Linked DNA regions of Mus musculus: region 2 is linked to region 1. A link is a contact called in public Hi-C data. All regions are on one chromosome and are shown on one strand. Each heading gives the region's core, a stretch centred on a gene start, on an enhancer-like site or on the middle of the called end of the contact. The rest is flanking DNA. Distances are from core to core; before and after follow the strand shown. Region 1 has its middle 73 kb from the start of Nefm. Region 2 overlaps Gm41190 (a long non-coding RNA gene).

Region 1 (6,506 bases), core at 2,798-5,297:
TCAACCTCTAGTTCCCCTGCCCCCAACACACACAGACACACACAGACACACACACACACACACACACACACACACACACACACATAGAGGAAGAGAGAGAGAGAGAATTTCCTCCTACAGAAGAGAACCCTAATATTAAAGAAGACAGGAGAGGGTCTTGGGAAATTTGAGAGCTACAAAGATAAACAAAGTGTTCTAAAGTTTCAAAAAGGAAAGACCACCTACAAAGAATGGCAAATTATCCGGCTTCAAGGGCTGGGGGTAGGAAAGCACGGGTCAGTGTTGACACCATGTCAAAGGGAAATCATGTTGAATTTGAAGATTTCTAGATTCCCGCAAATCAAGAACCTGGATGTAAAAGATCATTTTAGATATAAAGTACCTCAAATTGCCATGATTGTAAAATGAGAAGAAACACTGTATTACCACAACTACCTAACCATCTTCCATTTCCACAGATGCCATGTGAAGAGGCATAATTCTAACACATGACTTGATAAACATCCAACAGATTAGCCATGGTGCCTCAAACTTTCTAAAGTACAGATAAAATACAGAATGAATGAGGCTGATCAGGCCCTGAACTGATGCCTTCCTCTAGTCAATGAGGACGCACTGACCTCAAGTACTTTAGTTATGACTGTATTTGTGTGTAGGCTCATTAAAGAGATTATTAAATCAGAATGGGATGTTTAAAATGGACCCTAGTCCAGTCTCATATCTGTGCCAGGTGTAGTCGTATACACCTGTAAATCCAACACTCAAGAGGTTGAAGCAGGAGCATGACCACAAGTTTGAAGCCATCCTTTCCTAGACAGTGAATTAATTCAAGTCAAGATTAGACTCACAGAGATGCTATGTCAAATAAACACAAAACCAAAATGATTGGGGCATACAATGAAGAGACCAGGGACATAGGTACACAGAGATGCCCATTAAGAGAAGCTGCCATCTCCTATACCAAGGTAGAGAACAAACTTGTAGACACCTCCCCCATAGACTTCCAGCCTCTTGACCTGTAAGATAATCAAATACTGTGGTTGAAACCACCCCCTCTGTGGTATATTGCTCTGACAGTGTTGGGAAACTAATACATGGCTCAAAACAGAAAAGATATATCAAACTTCACTTGATATAAAAAGCTAGCAGAAGTGGAAGGGGAGGTGAAGAGAATGCTGACAATTCTAGCCTTCTCATTTTAGACAGTGGGAAACCAAAGGACACCATCTAAATTTTGTATGACCGTAAGCATATTAAAGCTACAAAGACAATCGAGAGAACAGTTACTTAGTAATACGATCTCCTAACATGGACTTTAGGCAACAAATGAAGGATCTCGGAGTGGAATAAAGCTGCACTTTTCTGTATATAAAAAATATACATATTTTTAATTTTGTGTGTATGATGTGTGCATATGAACATACATTTGTACATGTGAGTGTCCATGCACATTTGAGTGTGTGTGCACATATACAGTATGGTAGATGTTAAGTGTCATGTCTGTCTCTATCTCTGTCTCTGTCTCTCTCTCTCTTTCTCTTGAGACAAGAACTCTAACTGGGTAGACTGACTGACTGGCAAGCCCCATTTCTCTCTCCGAAGCACTGAGATTACAGATATCTGCCAATGTTTGCCATTACAACTGAGATTTTACACAGATGCTGGGAATCAAGAATCAAGCCCTCCTGCTTGTGCCGTAAGCACTTTATCAACTGAGCCATCTCTCCAGTCCTTGTCATCTCTTTTGTATTGGACTCTGTTCTGATCACACAAGATCCACTAGGATCCACAGGCAGAAGTGCTTGTGACAATCCAGAGAAATGTGGCACAGGACCGGTCAGAGGTGAAGAGGGGGTGATAGGCAGGTCAGAGTCACCTTTAAGAACAAAAGACTGGGTGAGGGGCAGTCAAGGTGGGGTGATCCTGCAGAGAGCACAGGTGCTCACACAAGGACCCATGGGGTACAGAGCAAGCAGGTGTGGGGAGGGACCTAGGGAACAAAAAGAAGGAGGCATCACAACACAGTGAATAACCACCAGCTAAGTCCTTCAAGGGCAACACGTGTTTTAAGAGGAACATCAACACATAAGACAGATCAGAATTTACCTGATTTTTGTGCAGGAAAAATTTGAAGTGTGTGTGCACACATGCATGTATGCACATGTGTGCGCATGCACACGCATGTGTCTGTACATTTGCATGTGGGAGCCAGAAGACATTGGGTACTGTTCTTCAGGTAACAGCCACCTTCATTCGTTCATTTATCCATTCATCCATTCATTCATTTATCTGAGCCAGTCTCTCACTGGCCTGCAACTGGCTAAACAGACTAATCTGGCTGGGCATGGAGCCTCAGGAATTTGCCCGCCTCCCACTTCCAAGTCCTGGTCCCCAGTACTGTGCCCTGCAATTTTATGCTGATTTCCAGATGAAATTCAGATCCTTGTGCTTGCAAGCCAAACAGCGTATTGACTGAGCACCCTTAGCCCCAGTTGCAGCAGCTTGGAATTTTAAATAGCGTTACTCAGACAGGTCTTGCTGAGCAAACCTTAGTTAAGCACACTTTTGGAAAGGTGATAATAAGGCATGGGTATTCGAAGCAATAAGGTGAGTGCAAGTGTCTGATGCATGTCCTGCAGCATGACTAAGGAGAACAGGGACACTGAAAGGTGAGGATTCGGCTTTAGCCTATTGGAGTTCCGTTTCACTCGCTGACCCCGCCCACTCCCTCAGATCACGAGCACTGTGATGCATGCACCTGCTACTCTTGCTGGTTTCCAGCAGCTATAAGAAGAGATGGGGACAGTCCTCTGATAGACTATAAACAGCTAAGTAAAGAAGAAAATAAAGCGGATTTTAGACCCCAGCACGCTCTGCAAGAAAAATGAGGAAGGAAAGTGAAAAGGCAGGAGTGGGGGCAGGGGGAAGAGGATATTCCCATTGCGTGACAGTGACTAAATAAGTGACATTTGACCTGCTGTTATAATGACAAAGCAGACAGCCCAGGGGAGGTGGGAGAAGAAAGCTCTGGAAGAGGCAGAAGGAATGCAGAGGTGGGGAGTGAATGCCCAGAGGAGTCACTGGCTGATTACAAGACTGCTGTGTGTGTTTCTCACTTAAAGTAACAAGGAGTAGTTAAAAGGGGGATGTTATTAAAAATCCATCCACCGAGGAAAGCAGTAGAGGTCATTGGGTTATTTATTTTGTTTTAATGTGTTTTGTTTGATAAAAGCAACAAAGAAAATTCCCAGAAATATTTTGAGTTGACTAACGATGTTAAAGTGTATAAAGGTGGGTTTGAACTGCAGTGGAGCAGTAGGGGACTTCGACACCTACCATCCCTTAAACCAAAGTAGAGGTACCAGTAAGGATTACTGTACAGAATTCCCGGCCTTGAAAGTAAAATATGCAAATGTTTACACCTTTGCATAACTTTAAAATCATAAACTGACCTATGAATTTCTGAATCCTAAAGAGATATCCACGTGATAATTTTATTATGTTTCTCTATGTGTGTGTGTGAGTGTGTGTGTGGGGGGGGGTGCTGCTGCCATCCCTGGAGCTTGAACAAGGGGCCTTGGGCTTACTAGCCAAGTGCTTCACCACTAAGGGATACTCCTAACCCTGCAGGAAGAGCCCTTTGTCCTGTCATCTCACTGTGGACCAAATTACCTACGACTGACACCACATCCCTAAATGTTGATGCTAAGCTGTTTCTCTCCTTTGTCCTACATGAGAATCCTCTCTGCCTCCTGAAAGCATGAAGGACCTAAGTTAGAGGGAAAGTGGGACACTAAAGAGAAGACAAAGAAACATCCCTCCTGGGACCTGAGATAGGGCTGTTCTGCTAATGGGGGATAAGTGCAAATTCTCTTTAGATTCATCATCTAGAGCAGGGGGCGGTGTGTGTGTGTGTGTGTGTGTGTGTGTGTGTGTGTGTGTGTGTGTGTGTGTGTGTGTTTGCGCGCGCGTGCATGCTCACACATGGAGGAGGTAGCACTTCCCTCAGCCTCTGGAGACCGGTTACCTCACTGAACCCGAGCTCATCATTCTTTCAGGGAGGCTGGCTAACTGGCAAGCTCGAGTCTCCAGTGCCTTCCGTGGCCCCAGCGTAGGGGGAGGGGTGTTATAGAAGCGCACAGCCACAAGGGCTGAGTGCTGCGCCTCGGAACTCAGGCCCTCAGACTTGAGCCACAAGCTCTCTTACCCACTCACTGAGTCATCTCCGCAGCCCTGGTTTTTTTTTGGGGGGGGGGGGGGGGTTGGGGGTTGTTGTTGTTGCTGTAACAACATAACAAAGAGTGAGATTGGTTTTGAACTACAAGAGAGCATCAGGAATTCTTCAAGGGAGTGAAAATGGAAAAGACTGGGTCTAGGAACCGATAGGATCTGGCAAGCACGTGGCTGGGAATGCGCATGAGATGAGATCCAGGCAACTGGGGAACAAGGTATTTTCCCAAGACTCAGAGCCCTTGCTGGCCTGCCATTCATGTAACATGCTGTCTTCAGAACCAGGAAGGGTTAGATTTCACGTAGCATATCCATTATTCAGTAAATTATTCATGGAACTCACATCATCTAAACACACACTTTTAAAATGCAACAGATCCTGTAAGAGGTATTGTTTTCTGCACCAAAAGAAACGTTCGCTTAAAGGAAAAAAAAAATCAATGTCACCTTGAAGCAGTGAGAGCAGCTGCATTAGACCAACTGCAGTCACATTTTAAAATAATTGGCAGCCTAAACAGGGCTCTGTAGAGACTAGAGACTAGAAAAGTGAGAAGGGAACAGAGGGGTGGGAGGAGATGCATTCAATAACAACTAACAGGAGTATAAAAGACAGATCTTTGGCAATAACTTTAAAAGCATGACGTTTGCCTTCAAATCAAAGTAATTAGCAGTCATTAAGGGATAACGAAATAAATCAAGACAGAAAATTAGAGTCACGAATAATCACAGGTCAGCAGTTACATCTATTAACATTTTGAGTTTTCTCTCCCCCTGCGCACATCTCTAGGCACATGTAAATAAATATACATATGTATTTGTAAATGTATATTTCACTCAAAGTATATTACACGCCATACATAGCTTTGTTTTTCACATCACTAAATATCATACACGTTTTTTCTCTGCCTTAATTAACTCTCTAAAGTGCATTTAAAGTCCTCACACTATTCAATTCATTTGCTGTCCCACGGGCTAAATACAACCTTTTTTTTTTTTTACACATTTGGAATATTAGCTGAGTTTGGCTGCAGTTTTCAGTGTTGCTACAAATCACTTGGCAGTTCAGTCCACAATACGACATGATGCCTACATATCTCAAAACATGTCAGAGAGCAAACTAATTACTTGCAGTATATCTTCCCCCTTCAAAAAAAGATTCTATGATTTAAAACGTTTAAAGAAATCTCCGTGGTGCTCATTTGCATTTAGGATGCTGAGTTCTGAGCACTCTACGTAAGCCAGCTTTGGGGAAATTGTTTAAATTATTGAGAATCGTTCATCGCTAGGCGCAACCACTAAAACGCCTCAGCTGTGCATATCTTAGAAATTAGAAAAGTGTGATCGCTGTGTTCGAGTGTAAGCAATCTCCAGGTTCATGCTACTTATTACGAGTCAGTATGCACAAGCCTGTCTCCAAAGTGATGGCAGCAACTAGGGTCAGTCACTTGCCTTTGCCAGGTTGATAAGTAGTGAGTTCTGGTGCTAAGAGTCACTGTAGCTCTTTATTAATGAGCTGATCCTTGATCCACATATACTAAAGATGTGTATTTCTCTGTACTTCTACAGATGGCTTATTCTTGACCTTCATCTATTTGTTCTACTATGGTAATTATCATTTTCATTTATTAGAAATTCCTACCTCTATGTAATATTGATATTTTTCTCTCTTACATTTAAAATTTTTATCTCAGGTTACTTTCTTTGCAATTGCCTTATGGTGTTTTAAAGATTTTAGTTATTTCTTTTTCTGCAAATGAAATTAGCTAATGGTTAACATGTGTGTTCTGCCTTACAATCCTTATTTAAGGCTTTCCCCCACTTAAACAAATTAAGTAAGCTTTACCCATTGAGCTGAAAATATATATCTCAGCTGGAAATCAACTCCAAGACCAACATGCTCCAATCAATATATTTCTTATAAAACGATCGCATTTCCCACAAAAGCAGCAGGAACTAGGCTTCTAGGAATGGACATTATATGTAAGACCTTCTGGACAGTCCTATAAAAGTTTATAGACGAATATAAAAGAAGAGCAGAATAAATTGAGAGATATTTGATGACACTGGACAGGAAGACTTGGTATCATAAAGATATCAAACTTTCCAATTTAATCTATAAAATTAATTTAATCATACTAAAAGACACCAGAATTTTTAGTAGAACTTGACAAGCTAATTTTAAAGGGCTAAGGAAAAGTAAGCTGTTAGGACTTCTAAGATACAGATGAGCAAGAGACAATACGAGAGATCGTTTTACCTAACAAATATGAAGGTTG
Region 2 (6,506 bases), core at 1,577-4,076, 250 kb before region 1:
CAAATCTAAAATTTACAACCACTGATAGTATGAGCTAATGATTTATCTACGGCCTAAATAAATTTATTCACACCAATTTATATTTGTTGAGGTTTCATATGTTGCTCGGTGATAGAGTAATTACAATACCCTGTTTGTCACTTCATGGAGCTGGTTCTTTCTTTCCACTTTTTCCTGGGTTCCTGGGATTGAACTCAGGCTGCCAGGCTTTTGCAGCAATCACCTTTGCCCTCTGTGCCCTATCACAGGCCCTGGAGGACAGGTTTTTGAACAGGAAAGAGAAGTAATACTAAATCGGATATGCATTAATAGATGGCAGGGTAATCTAAGCACGAGAAGCAAGGAATGTCACCTTTCCCAGTGGCGGGGGAACTACTTACTTCAAAATAGTAAAGGTGGGTTCTTCCATCATTACTGATGGGCTAGAAGTAAACCTCAAAAACTACTACCATTGTTAGCATTTTAATAATATTACTTCCTGGATAAAAAGTCTAATTGATGATGTTATTTCACTCATTTAAGACAGAAAAGTTTCTCGTTGACTAATTAAGATAGCCAAGAATTATATTCCACATGAGACACATCAAAATAGTATGTTTAGGCAAGCATACACCAATTAAGAGAAATGTTTTAGAAGCAGCCATCAAGAGCTTGGGGCAGATGCTATAAACCCTTGTCCCTCAAGCCTTCTGTAGCCCACATCCTTCTGAGCATTTGCAGGTAGGATTTACTCAAGCCTTCTGTGCTCATATGGGGGCATCTGTTTTGTGTAGAACTGGTCCCATAAGTTGTCTCACTAGGGGTAAGATTATACTGTGTTGTAAAAGACCACAGTATTTCTACAATTGTATCATTTAGAATCATGTTGTTTTAGAACAAATTTCTATGCCCTAGTTCAGGGCTAGCTGAGCAGTATGAATGGCTGAGCTTAGGATACTCAGGTGTACCAACCTCCTTGGTCTCTACAAGCTCTGTGATGTAACACTGGCCACTTAACTCCCTGACTGTTAGTCACTTCCTTCATACACTTCTTGGGCACCCGGTCTTATTATATAGCTAAGGCTGGCCTGGAACTCCCCTGGCTCTTTCTCTAGAACTTCAGTGATAAAATTACATAGATTGTTTGCATGCTGAGAGGGTTAAATAAGAAAATAAATAAATGTGGCTAGAGACTCCAAACATCTTAAGTTATTTTCCTGAATGTTGGTTCTGAATATGTCCCATGTCTTTGTCTCCTAAGACAAAGACAAATGTGATAACACAGGATTCAACCCTTATGTGATGACTGAAGAAGGCTATAGGGAAATGAAAATAAATGTGTCAAATATCCAATGGCTTAGTGAGGAGACAGACATGTCAGTACAGCCAATATAGAAAGAGTCAGTCCCACCAGGGTAGTCCAGACAAGTGATCTGTGACTTGGATGACAAGATTTCAGGTAGGTCACAGAGGCATAACATCTGTGAAATTGTCCTATAGGAATCAGGGAGACAGTGAAAATTAAAAATTTCAGTAGCAATAAATTAAGGTACGGGAAGGTATGAGGAAGGCCAGGTGGATACCTAAGCAACGGAAGCAAATATCTCATGGCATTTCCCTAGCCATATTCAATTTTAATTAACAATTTTTCTTTTATTTTCTTTTTGGTACTGAGAATCAAATTTGGAGGCTCTCACGTGTTTGGATAATGTCCTACGTTTGAATTGTCTCCCCAAGCATGTTTTTAAAGTATTTATTTTCAGATGGGCTCTATGCTACTCAGGCTGGCCTTGAACTTGTGATCATTGTTCCCTAGCCCTCCCACTCCCAACTCTAGAAAGCCAGAATGAGTAGTCTGTGATAGCAAACTTGTCTGTTAATCGCCTTCTCTAAAGCAGAGGTGTGCTAGGAGAATACGGTCCAAAGAATCAACTAAACGGGGCTCACAGGGTCTCACAGGGTCTCACAGAGGCTCACAGGGGCTCACAGAGACAAGTAGCAACCCTGAAGCCTGTGTGTCTTTGCACTAGGTTTTCTGCCTATATGCTATGGTTATTAGCTTGGGGGTTTTGTAGTGGGAATGAGTGTGCCTCCAGCTCTTTTGTCTGCTCTTGGGACCCCTTTTTCTCCTACTGGGGTTCCAATTCCAATCTTGATATGAGAGCTTGTGCCTAGTCTTACTGTATTTTGTTATGCCTTGTCCAGTTGATATGCCTGCTGTTTTCTGAAGTTTAACAGAGGAGCAGAGGATCTGGGGGAGAGGAAAGACATAGGTCAGAGTGGCAGGGATGAGTGGAAGGAAAGGAAAGTGACTGCTGCTGGGATGCATTGTATGAGAGAAGAATAAATAAAAAGGAAAAAAAGCAGAGAGCATGCAAGGATGTGGAGCCACCGTGTCCCCTTGACCAGCAGATGCTGAGATGAATTGCCCTTGTTGGCAGAAGACTGCAGCCAAGGCTGTCTGTGATGTTTGCATTTCCAATGAGCTCACCCTGATTTATGTCATCTGCACTGATTAAATGTGACTTCCTTTGCAGCAATGATTTAGAAGAGCTCTGAGCCTCCCTTGAGGCGTTGGATATTGTCTCTGTTGTTGCTCGGGACGACTGGAGATCATGTCCTCACCCTCACCCTGCTGTGGCCATTTCAAGTTGAAGCTGCTCATCCAAGAAGAGCCCTTCTGAGGCTCAACTCACAGCCCAGCTGTTTTCAACCAAACACTCCTAGCAAGATTTCTCTGGGTCTGTTTAGACAGAGTATGCCTCCAGACAACCTGGGCTTGCTGGTCACTGCCTGTTCCAGCTTGCCACCCGGTGGACTTTGAATCTTTATTTGCACATAACCTTCCTATGTGGATACTTTCCCTATTACTCCACAAACACCTCTTCCCAGCTCCTGCCCTAGAGAACAGGCACTGCACGGCAAACCTGGGTTAGTTGGAAGCATGCTACTAGGTCGTTAACAGAGGTCAGACCATAGTTTGCAGTTCAGCAAAGAGGTAGGAGATTTGAACATATATATAGCAATAGTGTCTCTTGAGTTCTTACTTCATGTCATACACGAAATCGAGCCTGGTATATCCTTTGTCCCATTTACAGTGTCACCATAGCTCTTTGAAGCAGAAACACCACAACCCCATGTTATAGTGAGAGAAAACTGTGACAAACACTTCTGTGAATTGGTCTAAGTCACTGATGTTGGTAATTCACCATTAGACATATGATAAAGAGCCAGAAAATGATAAAGGTACCAGTCAGATGGTGAATTCTCCCCCTAAAATTACTGAGGATGGGAGGAAAGAATTTTAAGGAAGAAAGTGCCACTCTCAGATCTGCATTCCATAACACGCTAGGAGAGAGGCGAGCATACAGGATAATGAGAGAGGAAAGAGCGAGCTAAGAGGAAAAGTAATGGAAAAAGGGACGATAAGAAACCTTGATCCAGAGTCAGAAAGATAGCTCAACAGTGAAGAGCATTTGATGGTCTTCTAAAGGACCCAAGTTCAGTTCCCTGCACGAGTCTAACTCTAATTCCAAGGGCTCTGCTATCCCTTCTGGGCCCTGTAAGCACCCAAATGCACACACACACACACACACACACACACACACACACACACACACACACACAGACTAATAAAGTAAATGTTTTAAAAGCTAAGATAAAGAGTTAGAGTAACAAGTTCAGCAAGTATTAAAAGCATCCCACCATGTTATGTCCCTTCAAAGGATTATGGGAACCTTCACAACTATGCTGCAGTCACATGATGTAAATATTTACTTGGTAATCTGGAAAATCTGATTAGTGATTAATAGACCAATTTATTCTAAACTGCTGGGCTAGTGTCATCAAGAAAGAAGAAAATCTCTCTTCATGCATTACACTTAATTCCAAACATGAAGGTTTACATAGTAGCCTTTGCTCCAAAGCTTATTAAGAGAGCTTTGGAAAATGGGGCAACATAAACACAGCATTCCTCAGAGACAGCATGAGGCAGTCTCTATGTAGAAACAGAGCAGGCCAGTGGTCAGGTATCCTGGAGATGTAGAGTTCTGAGTTCATTCCTTTATGAGAAAAAGAAAGATGTAAGTCCTATCTGTGAAAATTTCAGTTTCCTTCTAAGGAGTCCCTTGTTTAGCATTCCCAAGAAGACTTGCATTCAATTTTTCTTTGATTTGCATGCAAACACACACACACGGACACACACGGACACACATGGACACACGAACACACCGGGGGGGGGGGGGGAGCAGGGAGAGACAGAGAGACATACAGAGAGAGATCTCCTATACTTTCATAAAGGCTGCCTAGAGGTTAAATTCTTGCTATCTTGTTCTTTTTTGTAAGCTACAAGTACATTTATTGTGTTAAATTTTCATAAATCATATTTATAATAAAGCATTACATTTAGCAGGCCGGGGAACTGTTAGGAAATGGCAACTAAGCCTGTTTTAAGTTAGAAAAATGGACCAAAGTTTCTATATTATGCTGGCAGGTTGCCTAGTTCTAAAGAGAGACAAGAAGCGATGAGATTATAATGTGTATTTGTATCTTAGTTAGGATATATTGCTGTGAAGAGATACCATGACCACAGCAGCTCCTATAAAGGAAAACATTTAGTTGGGTCTGGCTTACAGTTAGAGGTTTAGCCCATTATTGTCATGGTGGGAAGCACAGTAGCATGCAGGCAGACATGATGCTTAGAGTTCTACATCCTGATCCACAGGCAACAAGGAGAGACTGTGTGCCACACTTGGCCTAGCTTGGGCATAGGAGGTACCTCAAAGCCCACTCCCACAATGACACATTTTCTCTAACAAGGCCGCACCCACTCCAGCAATGTCACACCTCTTAATTGTGCTACGCCCTTTAGACCAAGCATCGAAACACTTGAGTATATGAGAGCCATGCCTACTCAAACCACCACAGTATGGAAAATAATATACAGAATTCTTTAACTGGCTTTTTTTTTAACTGAACAATATATGTTAGCGTTTTATTGTAATGATAAATGACACAAGGAAAAATGAAATTTAAAATGAGCAAAGATTTACATTTGCTTCCCATGGTGTCCAAGGGCTCAGTCATACTCTTTGAGTTCCATTGTTTCTGGGACCATCCTGAGGCTGACACATCATGGTAGGGAGTGTGTGAGAGAGTAAAAGATCTTACCTCATAGATTTCAAGGAGGAGGTGGAAATGAAGACAGTGAGGAAGTGAGGCAGGGACAAGATATTCTTCATAGTTATAGTCACTCATGATCCTTCACAAGCCCTTCCCCCAAGCTGGCTCCTTCTGCCAGCCCCTTCCAATAATGCCATCAAGTTAAGAATCTTTAATTGGATTAATTCACTGCTCAGATCAGAGTTATCATGTTCTAGTCTCTTCTTAGTAGTGGACTCTACTATTTGAGGTCGAAGCTTTCAGTACATGAGCCTTTGAGGGGTACTGCACGTTGACACCATCACACACAGTGAAATACACTTAGATATATAAGTAGGGAGACTTTACAAGGAGTTAAGCTCCATGCAGGCAGTGATCAGTTCATGAAGAACATACCAGCATTCTAGGAGTTAGTTCACTTTTAAACCACAGATTATCACTCCTGAGGCAACGAACATTTTGTCTTTCCTTCAAATTCGCACCTTGAGATTTTGTCTTCAAATGTGTTGCCATTTAAATAGGAGACCTCTGGGACATAATTAGATTTAGATGAGGTTGTAAAGATGGAGCCCTCATAATGAAGTGACTTTATAAGCCACAAAAGAGCTTTGTCTCCTATTCTACAAATGTATCAAGGAGAGGGCATATGTACTCAGAACAAAATGGTGGCAGCTTACAATCCAAGAGAAGATGAGAAGATGTCATTGAAGCCTACCTTGCTTACCTCTTGAACTTAGATCCTTGAGCCTCCAGAAGTGAGAGGAATAAAATTCTGTCGTTGGATTCACACAATTCATGGTATTTTATTATGACAGCACAATAAGAACTATAAGACTTATAATAATACTGATTCTTTTTCCTTGCTTTTGAACTTTTTTTTAAATATCTTTTTATGGATTCCTTGCTCCATGGTTTTATTTTGAAATGATGACAAATTCACCAGTACTTGCTAGAGCAAGGAAGTGCGTTTTCATTTCTAGCTTGTTGTAACTTTTTCCCCCTTGTGTTTTGTCGTGAGTGTGTGTGTGTGTGTGTGTGTGTGTGTGTGTGTGCAAGAAAGAGAGAATGTGTGTGTGAAAGAGGGAGATTATGTAAAGTTTACTACAGCTTCATTTTTTGAAGACTGTACAGAATGTAATAGTGAAATTTTCAAGTTACTATACTCACACAGGTGGAATAAAGCTAGTTTAATCAGGAGATATTCTTTTTTCTCCATCTGATTGTATTTACTATGCTGAGGTAAGGGTAGCAGATCTGTGCTTATATCTATTATAAATACAAGGATAAATATGTCCCTATTAACTTAAGACTTTGAAGATATTAGAGGATTTTGTTGAGGACTTTAGGGTCTCTTATATACATACAAA

The links. Hi-C and Micro-C count contacts between places; a contact is called where the count stands out from the background.
Region 2: a Hi-C map of the N1E-115 cell line shows a contact between it and region 1, with 5 times the contacts expected there. The contact joins two enhancer-like sites. A contact is called at or near these places in 1 of 484 Hi-C or Micro-C datasets (the N1E-115 cell line) and 5 of 115 datasets of contacts at active chromatin or transcription factors (cardiomyocytes, differentiating embryonic stem cells, embryonic stem cells and 1 more).

Annotation. Positions count from the first base shown.
Region 1 is chr14:68,195,217-68,201,722 of GRCm38.p6, reverse strand. No RefSeq gene overlaps it. Among named protein-coding and RNA genes, the nearest start is that of Nefm, 73 kb to the right of the region's middle. Within about 2 kb of position 4,047, at least 36 of the 459 cell types and tissues checked have an H3K27ac peak or open chromatin away from gene starts, as enhancers often do. A contact at or near this core is called in the N1E-115 cell line, where this site is marked.
Region 2 is chr14:68,443,756-68,450,261 of GRCm38.p6, reverse strand. The region is part of intron 2 of Gm41190 (a long non-coding RNA gene); the gene reads left to right. All of the region lies in intron 1 of Gm31227 (a long non-coding RNA gene), which reads right to left. Among named protein-coding and RNA genes, the nearest start is that of Gm31227, 9.6 kb to the right of the region's middle. Within about 2 kb of position 2,826, at least 11 of the 459 cell types and tissues checked have an H3K27ac peak or open chromatin away from gene starts, as enhancers often do. A contact at or near this core is called in the N1E-115 cell line, where this site is marked.